Linked DNA regions of Sus scrofa: region 1 is linked to region 2. Evidence: chromatin contacts called from public Hi-C data. All regions are on one chromosome and are shown on one strand. The core of a region is the stretch at or near the end of the contact, and the rest is flanking DNA. Distances in the headings are between cores, read along the strand shown. Region 1 holds the start of EPHA4 (EPH receptor A4). Region 2 overlaps LOC110256949 (a long non-coding RNA gene).

Region 1 (5,687 bases), core at 1,105-3,604, 890 kb before region 2:
GAATTCAGATTGCTCTTTTTCTCTGCTGAGTCTGTATACAGAAAGACAGGGACCAATATTCATCTTCTTTTCCTGTAAAACTCTAGGAGACACATGAAAGTACCTAGAAATGCATTCCTTAAAAGGATTTTGTGCAGTTATTGTAAATAATTTATGCACACACGTACGTATGTATATATCCCCCATGTGCATCCCCAACCACCACCCCGTTTTTGCTTGTGTAAAATCAGGAGCTGCAATAGCTGAAACCCACTTCTTCAAACTGACATTTCAGCAGGTCTTTCACTGAGAAGCCATAATGTCTGGAGCCGCAGGAGCTGTCCCTCTAGGCCACCGACTCACAGGCTAATGCCCAACGCCTTGCAAACGTGCTCCAGTAAAAGTTGCCCATCTCGTTAGCCTGGGTCTGAGTTTGCACGAGTGGAGGAGACGCGATGTTCTACGGAGGCCAGTGACTAGAAACTGGCCGCGATCTGCTCTCTTCTCCACATCTCCCTACACCCCTCCGGCCCCTCCTACTTTATCTAGGTTTCGGGTTTGTTTGTTTTTTTTTTTTTTTTCCCCAGAGATAGCAGCTACTCAGGCAACCCCTGAGATGTTGACCAGGAGTTTCTCCTTGAAAGGCTTTCAGATTCCGTCTTCTGAATTCCAGCTGGCGAGAAGCCCGACAGGACTCCCCGTCCCTCTCGTCGGCTGCCCGCCAATACTCCGCAGGGGTGGCCTGGGTGCCCAGGACAAGGGCGGGTGGATGGAAAAGATACCGCACGGACACACCTCCTCCCCGCGCTGGCTGCTTGTTGGGGTCTTTGTCCACTTGCCCCGCCGCGGGGGCCGCGCACTCCCCTTTATGGCCGGCAGGTGGCGCGGTTGGTTCACGATGAGCTGCTGCGGGAGCGGGAAAGGCGCTTCCACCTCCCCGCCGTCGCGCTCCCGCTGGGACCCAGTCTCCGGAGGAAAACCCGGCCCTAACCCTTAGGGAGTCAGAGGAGGGTTGGTTTGAGAGAGGGAAGGAGAGAGGCCTCTTCAGGAATCGGGCACCTCCAGTCGTCCGCAGAATTCACCAAGTCGCGTAGGGGGCCGGTCCCCCGCCCGCCTGCGGCGTTGCGGTCTCGGCAGCGCTCAGTTGGCTGCGTCCGCGGTCGGGGCATCAGGGGACACCCCAGGGCTCCGTGCTGCCTGCGCCCCCAGGAGGTCCACAGTGACACCCGCGGCACCGCAGTGAGCGCAGCTGCGCGGATTTCTGCGGGTCCCTTGGCCCACCACCGCCTTCGGGGGCTGCAAGAGCTGTGCAGACCAGCGCAGGGGAGCAACGGGAGCGCTGAGCTGCAGCAACCACTCCGGGCAGCTCCCGGGCTCCCGTGTGCCTTGTGCTCTCCGCTTTTGCCTTCTGTGCCGGGACTTGCTAGTCAGGGACTCCCCTCGGGAAACACACAGTTGGTTCTCCGCAGTCAAGGTCATCTCGGAGTTTCCTGCCAGGTTTGGGGGAGTACTATCCCGGGGCCGGAGATGCGGCCAGAGGGGGCTTCTCCGTTGCTATAAAGTCTTTCGTTCAGTCTCTGGAGACCGTGATAGAATCCTGCTTCTGGATGAGCGCCGCTCTCGACCGACGTTAGGGACTGATTAGGTCCCCGCTCTCCAGGCAGCTGGGAGCTTGGGAAAAGGAGTTATCAAGCCACAAATCTCCCCCCTCCCCAAGAGCATTTCACACCGAGATGCACCACAAAGGCACAAAAAGGGGCCAGGTAGCAGAGGGTGGCCGTCGCCGTGCGCAGGAGTGAAGGCGCAGCCCCAGTCGGGACGTGCGGGACGCCAACGCTTCGACCCTCAGAAAAGAGCAATAGCAAAGAGGCAGGTCAACTTTAAACTTTTTTTTTTTTTTTTAAATGGCTATGAAAGAGCCTTTTCCTCCATCTCAAATCGCCCGTGGGGGATGTGGGGGCTCCCACCATTCCTCGGACTGTCCTCAACCAATTCAGAATCTTTCGAAGCTCCTTCTGTCGCCCAGGAGCTGGACCCCCAGGTGCTGGACCCCAGGTGCAGTCTGGAAACCCAGTCGTCTACCTCCGGCGGGGGCGGGATACAGCACAGACCTCCCCCCGCAACCCCAACCCCGGGGAGACCTAGCGCCCTGCGGAGCCCGGAGGGGCGGTACGTCGGGGGCGGCTCTGCCTGGTGGGGGCGGGGCCAAACCGCCCCCTCTGCTCTACCATTGGCCGAGGTCCCGGGACTGGCGGGTGCGCGTCACCGGCCGGGCCCACCCCCTTGGCAATGTCTTCAGCCTGCTGCACTCCTAACTTAAGCATTTATTCCACTGGGATAGAAGCGGCAGGAGCAACGTTGGCACCGGCGAACCATGGCTGGGATTTTCTATTTCGTCCTCTTTTCGTTTCTCTTTGGGATTTGCGACGCTGTCACCGGTTCCAGGGTATATCCCGCAAATGAAGGTAAGAGTGGGGCGGCCTTTCTGCCGTCTGGGACAGAGAGGCAACGATCGGCGGACGAGGGGTCCTCGGGAACTCGAGGCCGGCGGGTGTAGGGGATCCCCGTGCAAGCGGTGCACCCTGACTCCGGAGAATGGGGCCCGGGCGAGGGGATCCCCGAAGGAGAGGCGGGGAGCGGCCGGGCAGCCTGCCTCGGGGAGGTGACCCGTTCTTGCGGCGGGGTTGCCCAAGTTTGTAACGAAAGGACAAAGTTTATCAGCATCCACCGACGAAGGCAGCCTGAGGCACCCTATGGGGATACCCGGGAGCCAACACCAAAATAAAAATAAATAAATAAATTCTGTGGACCTGTTCCTACCGTCACTTTCCCACTCGACACTGGCTGAGTGAGAACGGAAGCCTGGACCTACTTGAGGATATCGTGCTGCTCTCTTGGGTTCTTGCGAAAGCCTTGCGAGCTCCGGTTTCTGCAAAGTTTCCCGAGCCCTGCGCTTCCCAGGACCCGGCTGCCCGGCCTCCGCCGCGCAGCGGTCGTGGCGCAGCTCACCGGTCGCCGGTGACCTGATTTCTAACACCCGGCGTCAGACACCTTTCTCCCCTCAGGGCCCCGCGCCCTGGGGGTGCGATCGCTGGCCTAGTGAGTCCCAAGCGCCTCACCTCAGGCCACCCCGAAGACCTGGGGAACCTGCCGGCAAGTTGAATATACTAGAGGTTTAGCTTTTTGCCCCCTGAACTGTACACCAGGTTAGTTTGGAGGGACCGTGAGGGACCGACTGGATCCATGTCGGTGATCAGTTTTCTGCGAGTCTGTTTGGACGTGCTGAAAAGGCAGTGTGTGTGTGTCTGTGTCGGGGATGTGGGGGGTGATCATTTAGTTTCTGATGATCTCAGAGAAAGGCGAGTTGCGTGTGCGTGTGTGTGTATGAGCGCAAGCGCAAATGCGTGTATGTGGGTGCGCGGGTGCCCGCGTGTAAGCAAGCAATTGTGTGCCTGGGCGCGAGTGTCCTAATTGTGTGCGCGTGTGTTCCGGCGAATGCTCGCGCTCGAGCCTGCGTGCATCAGTCTCGCCGTCTCCTTCACCTCCCCACCCTCTCCCATCCATCCATCCATCCATTCATACGTCCGTCTCTCCAAGATCCGTCCATCCATTCCCGTGCAATCTATCATTTTCCCTGCTCCGAAGGAGGGAGCCAAAAACCAACTTAGCCTTAGCTGGGCAGCCGGTACCCAGAGTTCGCCAGTCAGAGGCTCTCAGAGATTCACACACCTGCCGGCAGACACAGCTCCGGAGGAAAGGGGCGCTCCCTCGCTCTGCCCATCTCTCTCCTTCCGACGTGGCTCCTAGTGCAATCTCGGCCGCTGCAGCCCCTAGGTCCCCAGGGTCATTCCTCTGATCCGAGTCGTGGATCCTTCTTTCTCCTGACTACTTTGCACACTTGTTAGGACGTCCCTCAGGACCTCTGCACCAAACGCAAAGGAGATTTTTCTTTCTTTTCTTTTTTTCCCTTTTTTTCCCCTTGCTTTTTTCGTTTAGAAGCAAAACTTGGGAGCCCCAGACAAAAAAAGTGATGATGGAGCTATAGGCTGGTGTAGAAATGGGGGGGGGGGGTGTCACCCCCCTCCGATCCCGCCTCCTCCTTAAAAATTAATTCATTTTGTTGCTTTTTATTCTCATCACGTTTTCTTTTCTCCCTCTTACCCTCCCTTTCTACTCCCTCCCTTTTTTTGTAAATTGGGTCTTATTGTTCCCTTTGTGTCCCTAATCCACCTTACATAAATCCAAATGGATGTAGCGGGCTTTTCTCTAGGGACCGAGAAGAGGGAATGAGGAGGGGGCGCCACTCCGGGCGGGAGCGACCCAGGGAAGGCTCTACATTTTAAAATAATTAACAGACTCTAGGAATTCAGGCTTCCCGGGGAAAACCAGGAGAGATAGGCTCGTTTTAACTCCTTTGACTTTGGGGCGAAATGAGAGGGGAGGTGGGTAGAATTCAGGGACCTGGGAGGGGCAGGATTGAGAGTTGGGGTTCACGAGCGCAAGGAGGGCGGCTCCCCATGCCCACCCCTCCCCCCAGCCTGAAGAGCCAGCCTCAGATCAGATTAATAACCCAGTGGTTCCTTTGAGATGGGCCTTTCGACCCCCAGGCCTGCAGATCTTGGTGGGAAAGAGAATATAGAGAGGGTTGAAATTCATTGTCCTTTTCAACGTTCTCGGTGCCTAGGACCCTTCCAGCTTGGGCTTGGGCGGCCTACCACCGTTATGTGGCCGCCCTCCCGGCCCCCCCAAGCTTGAACACACACTCTTAGGTGTAGCTCAGGCACACTAAATCTATTAGGCAGTCCTCCCTACCTAAAAATTTAAACCGGTGACTTCCTCTTGGGCGAAGGCGTCTCCGATTGTCCGCGAAAAGACCTGGGAAAGAGAATACTTCTGTGTATTTGCATTCTAATTCCACAAGCCTGCCATTCTCTTCTTCCCACCCCCACACCCCCCGCCTTTTGAAACTTTGATATTTAAAAAAGTAGCGGATACCACATCCAGGGCCTATTTATTTGGTGGTGGCGAGGGAAAAAAAATGATAGGGGAGCGCCTTTTCCTGACCTTTTGAGTTCTCTCTGATAGAATTCACTTGTGGCTGGGTCACCATGATGGTGAGTTCTGCCGTCATCTGAAACTTGCAAAAACAAATAACTCGGGTAGATACCAGACAGAGATGAATGCAGATTTTGCTCTGGAGTGTAACTGCCGGACATAGATGTATTTATTTTTTGAATTGTACTTGAGATTCTCTATTCATCCTTTTTAGAAAATGAATCAACTGAGGCCTGGGCTGGAATTTTAAATGCTAAGCAAGTTAAATAAATAAGAACCTGCAGATTTAAAGAGGGGAGAAGATCAAGTGAGTAATGATTATTTACATAAGTGAGACCAAGTTTAAGTTTTGATCAGAGTTGGATATGCACACCCCCGGCACATGTGGAAACGCTCAGGCAAATGGTTTTTTGTAGTTGCTTTTTGCAATTGGAAATTAATCACTTTTCTTTTCTTTTTCTTTTTTTTCTTTTCCTTTTCTTTTCTTTCTTTTTCTTTTTTTTTTTTTTTTTCTTTTTTCTTTCCTTTTTCTTTCTTTCTTTTTTTTTTTTTTTTTTTTTGCAGTTACCTTATTGGATTCCAGATCTGTTCAGGGAGAACTTGGGTGGATAGCAAGCCCTCTGGAAGGAGGGGTAAGTTCCGAGTTGCTCTCT
Region 2 (5,182 bases), core at 1,228-3,727:
ATAACCACAAGGTCTTGACAATTTAACTTGCATTGTTTCCTCATGCTCATTGCCCTCTCTGTGTTGTCCTAATTCATACTAGTGCAACTGCAGTCCATGTCAACTGGTCTGTTTGTGCCCCCAGGTCTACCCACACAGTGCTATTGGTTCTCCTTCCTAACTGTTGACTCTGCCATTAACTCCTTAATATGGACACCTTCAGTGGTTCTCCATTTCCTATAAAATAAAGTCCACAATCATTAGCATGGGTATGGGGCCTTTTGCAATCTGTTTCCAGCCAAGTACTCCCGTATCATTTCTTACCTATCACCCTATTCACCTTCCTTCTTTCCTTCCTTGTTTCCCTCCTTCAATACATTTTTACTGAATGCCTATTTAGGTAAGACACTGCTAGATGGTAGAGAAATGAAAATGAATGAGAAAGAATCTTATCACTGTATTACAGACCAAAGAAGCAAAGATTTCCAAATAGAATTACAACACTAATGAGAGGCATGAAGGAGAGAGATGAAAGGCATCATGGAGTCCAGAAGAGGCATGTTAGGGTCAGTCTGGAACATTTTTTGCAGAGCTGATTGAAGATGCTGAGTATTGAAAAAGGAAGAGAAATAGACTTGGTAGATGGAGATAGGTGTGTGGAGGGTTATGACATTCTAGGCAGGCTGAGGTTTTAAGGAAGATAGAGAATGAGGATATCTAGAAAATGAAAATAGTAATAATAATTTTTAAAAAGCATTTATGGTTTAACAATGGAGAACGGGTGTGGCAATGACTGCATCAGGAAATGCAGGCAGGCAACCAGCTCATCAAGGTCCTTGTTTGCCATGCTAAGGAGTTTGGATTTCATCCTAATGGAAAGTGGAGCTCCCAGACACACCCTGCACTACAGCCACGCCAAGCTCTGCAAACTTCCACAGCCACTCCAGGCACTTTCACAACTTTCTGCTATTGTTCGTTTTGTTTCCTCAGCTCCAAAGCCAGCCCCACCTGGCCAAAGTGCATCCATTGTTCTCAACTGTATACTTGACAACATGGAATTTCTTTTACTGAACTTGGCATGGACGCTATGCCATCAGCCCCCATTAAGAAATAACGTGAGACCAAACCCATGAAGCTTGTTATTCTGTTGACTACAGTGATGTGGTTCAAAAGACTTGTTTGTCATGTTTCACAAGGATTCTCTTTGTGTGAGAACCAAGGGAAGGTCTCCCAGTACCAGGGATAGTTGAGGTCCCCCATGAGCTGCTTTGCATTTGTCTTAATCACACTCATTCCTTTTAGAAGAATGAATCAAAGCCGCATCTGTGACCCTACATATAATAATGTTACTCTTTATGGACTAACATCATCAGGGCATTATTTTATTTTCTTCCTCTATTTTTTTTCAGTATCTTGATTTCCTCCCTTACCTTTTCAAAGATTGTGAGATTCACCTGAACCCATTTTTTGGAACAATTTGGAGTACAAACAACTAGATGAATAAATAAAAGAAAAAAAGTTCTTTAATATTCTTTAATGCCCCCTTTTGTAAAGCCAGCCCAGATAATTCCACACAGGCTTACTCAGTGCCTGCCTGGAAGTCCTACAACTCTTTGTTCACATCTTTATCCCAGTCCTCTCACAGTACTTTACAAGCAATCTCATACAGGTTCGTTTTTCCCACCCCTTCAGGAGCTCCTTCAGGTTGGGACAAAAAGTTTTAATTTCCTATTATTTTCCCAGAGTCTAGTGCTGTACAATGAAAGGACACATTTAATCCTTGGTGTCTGAATAAATGAATGGACAAGTATTGATAAAAGGAAAGAAACTTGAACTTAATTGCTATAAGATCAGGGGAGAGGGTAAAAGAATACTAACAGCACAGTGGACAGGAACCCTCAAGATGAATCACTTTGTAAAAATACCTAGACATCTAAATAGTCTCAAGTCCAAAGAGTGGGCCAATGATCAAAGTTATCATTTTGGATGTGGAAAAAAAGAATGCAAGAGAGAAGTCAGTTACACTTGTTTGGGCAGGAGATAAAACAGGGCTAGATGTGGGGCACCTGTCCATAGGAACAGAGTCATGCAAAAGATGTTTATCAAGTTCCTACAGAATTATTGCACTGGAGGCTGTGATTAGGTACTGTAAAAGCAGAGAAAAATAACAACCTTGAAGGGATATGAACCCTTAATCCTCTGACTAAGGGCTGCTATATGAGTTTAAAAAAAAAAAAACAAAAAAAACAGGATTTGGAAACTCACTTATAAAAAATTATGAAAATATTTATTGGGTGCTTTAACTCTGCAGTCGAAGTGACTCATAGTAATAAGCATTCCATGTATTGTTCAGTGCATCATCGTTTACCCAGGGTTTTCATGGGCACGCCCCCCCCCCCGGGGACACAAAATCATTCTTTGGGGGCAAAAGGGCAGATGGTTTCTTCGTCTGTGGTAGATTAGAGGACTGAGTCTCAGGCAGGCCAAGGTATTTGCACAAGTTCACACACATGGTTGGTGGTTAGTGCAACCAGAAGGGAGGTTTTCTGACTCACAGTCTATAGCACAATATTAGGTTTATTTTTGCTGTCTCAGCAAACTCTAGACAATGCCTGATATCAGCTTACCCAGAAGAGCGAAACTCTTCTGGGAGTTTCACTGAGTAGTAGGACTTCCTGGAGCCTCAGGGATAAAGTTCAAATTCATCAGCATGGCATTTGAGGCCTTTCCCAGTCTAACTTCACCTGCCCAGGCAACATCATTCCCTAAAACCTTCCCCAATGCACCTGTACCTGCTGTTCCCTTCTGGAAGTTTGACTTGAACTGCCAGTCCTTCTCCAGAATTATAAAATATCAGTCAGGTTCTCTCCTGACTCAAACATTTTTAAATCAACACAAACTTTATCTCCATTCCATAAAGCTATCTACATTTGGTTTATATGCAAAATGTTTGATAAACCTATACATTAATTTTTCTGATAACTTAGCCTGAGAGAAAGATTGAAACTCCAGAAAGAGGTGCCATGTGATTTATCCTCTGGCTTTGAATTTACATCAACCCCTGTGAATGAACCCTAAGTTGAGAGATAGCAATTTTATTTTAACATTCTCTACCATCTCCTCCAAGTAAGTTTAAGTCATTATATAGCCAAAGAGCAACACAGTAATATACAGAGATGAGACAGTGTCTCAATTACTTTGTTACATGTTTAATGCTCCTCATTTTGGCAAACCAAGGTTCTAATGAAAGGATGATTTTTATCTCATTCTAAGTTCAGGTCATCCCATTTGTACTATTTGGTTTCTCAGCGTGTATGAACAAAACAGTCCTATAACTGCTTAGTGATATAAAAACAAAATCCACTGGCAATTTTCAAATTTAAGCATCACTTGCTACCAAGTAAATACCAATAACTGCTGATTCTAAAGAGTGTCACATAAATCTTTCTTGCTACTGAGGAAAAAAAAAATTCCAGCAGGACTAGAATAGCATTCTAGAAAATGACACCATGTGGTGTCTCAAAACTTATTTTTCTTCACATCTTTGTTCCTAGAAAATAATTTTCTCTACCTTTTTTCCCTTCTCTAAAATTGCTCTTTCAAAGTTGGTTGGGAGAAATGCATCCATTTTTTTCATCACCATTATAGCATTAAAGCATTAAACCATTACAGCAGCTGAGGTATTTAGGGGAACAGGACCGCAATTCACTCTGAAAGGCATCACAAAAATAAGATGGATTGATGTACAGATAGAGAAATATATAGAGGGATAGACATGTGATAAAGAAAATGTAATAAAATGATAAGGGTAGAATCTAGATGGAAAGTATTCAGGTGTCCACTGAAAAATTATTTCATAATTTTCTATAGTTTAAAATTTTTTCATAATAAAATGTTGGGGGAAAAGGCATTAAAAGAGTCATTTACCCACTCTCCTAGTTCATTTGACAGCACCCACCCTCTACTGTGCTACAGGATCTGTTCTCCACTGATGTGCAAATGGACGAGCCTTCATGTTGCAAGGGTGTAATTAGGGAGCCAGTTTAGAAATTTGGCAGTCAGTGTTAAAAGGAAACATTTCTACTTTGTGCTGTGCTCATCAAAAGACAAGATGAAACACACTCTTTTGTCATGATATTTTTGCATTGTAACCTGATGAAGTTTAAATTCAGCCAGCTCCAACATGCTTTTCAGGCTAAATTCTACTCACTATCAACAAAGCTCACCTTTGCAATAAAGAGAAACTAAAAAGAAGAGAAATGCATATATATATATACATTTCTACGCTATATATATATATATATATAGCGTAGAAACACACACACACATACATATAAATCCTTGGTAATAAAAGTATAAATAGAAACAAACAAATGACAACAAATCCCATACCAATCAGAACAATCAAGAATGAAAGGAGGATATTAAGGACCAAAAGATAAAACTAAATGTGGATACTGTTTAGTCCATATAACTTCATATAATATGAAAGGAGGTTATTGTAAACATTCATATGATATATTACAGGATACTGAATATGAAACATATTCATATAGTTTCTAGCAATGCATCATCTTCATTAAAGCTGAAATTATTCTCCTTGCCCTGAATTTCATTTATGAAAGAGCAGGTGACATCTAGTTTGATGCATAAGCCAGTGAGGGAAAGGAAATTTTTTTCTACTTTAATTCCAGGGCCAATTATTGGTAATGTAAGAACCCACTACTTATCTAGTTACCTTTCTGAAAGGGATATGCTTCCCCTGGCTATCTGAAAATGCTTATTGTTATCAAAGACAGTGTCTAGACAAGCAATTGACCTTCCCCTTATCGTGACCTACAGTTGTCATTGTCATTTCTCCATCTTTACCTTTGGCAGAAATTCTGTATATAATAAGCATATCACATTTAAAAAATTGGAAAGAGGGTAACACACCATTCCTCTTTTCTCTTTTTAATCTTAAACATTATTTGGAATTGATGTATTTATATTCCTTAAACATAGAATAGTTTCCATTTTCCTTTTTTTTTTTCAAATATCATTTAAAAAAAAAAAAACTTGGACAAATGTTCTACAAATGTCCTCCAAGAAAAGAAAAATATGAAAAAACAAATCAAACTTGGCCAGCTTCATGGTCATATGTTAAAATGTCATAGATATTTTGTTTGATGTTTTGGCCTAATTTTATTTCTTTGATAAACTT

Evidence for each region. Hi-C and Micro-C count contacts between places; a contact is called where the count stands out from the background.
Region 1: a contact with region 2 is called in a Hi-C map of embryonic fibroblasts, with 2.7 times the contacts expected there. The contact joins the promoter of EPHA4 here to the enhancer-like site in region 2. A contact is called at or near these places in 1 of 5 promoter capture datasets (fetal liver) and 1 of 47 Hi-C or Micro-C datasets (embryonic fibroblasts).

The regions. Positions count from the first base shown.
Region 1 is chr15:123,498,426-123,504,112 of Sscrofa11.1, reverse strand. EPHA4 (EPH receptor A4) reads left to right here and starts at 2,354. Exons shown (of 17, transcript NM_001134967.1): 1 at 2,354-2,444; 2 at 5,599-5,666. The coding sequence starts at 2,354.
Region 2 is chr15:122,604,311-122,609,492 of Sscrofa11.1, reverse strand. The region is part of intron 4 of LOC110256949 (a long non-coding RNA gene); the gene reads right to left. Among named protein-coding and RNA genes, the nearest start is that of EPHA4, 890 kb to the left of the region's middle. Within about 2 kb of position 2,477, at least 6 of the 83 cell types and tissues checked have an H3K27ac peak or open chromatin away from gene starts, as enhancers often do. A contact at or near this core is called in embryonic fibroblasts, where this site is marked.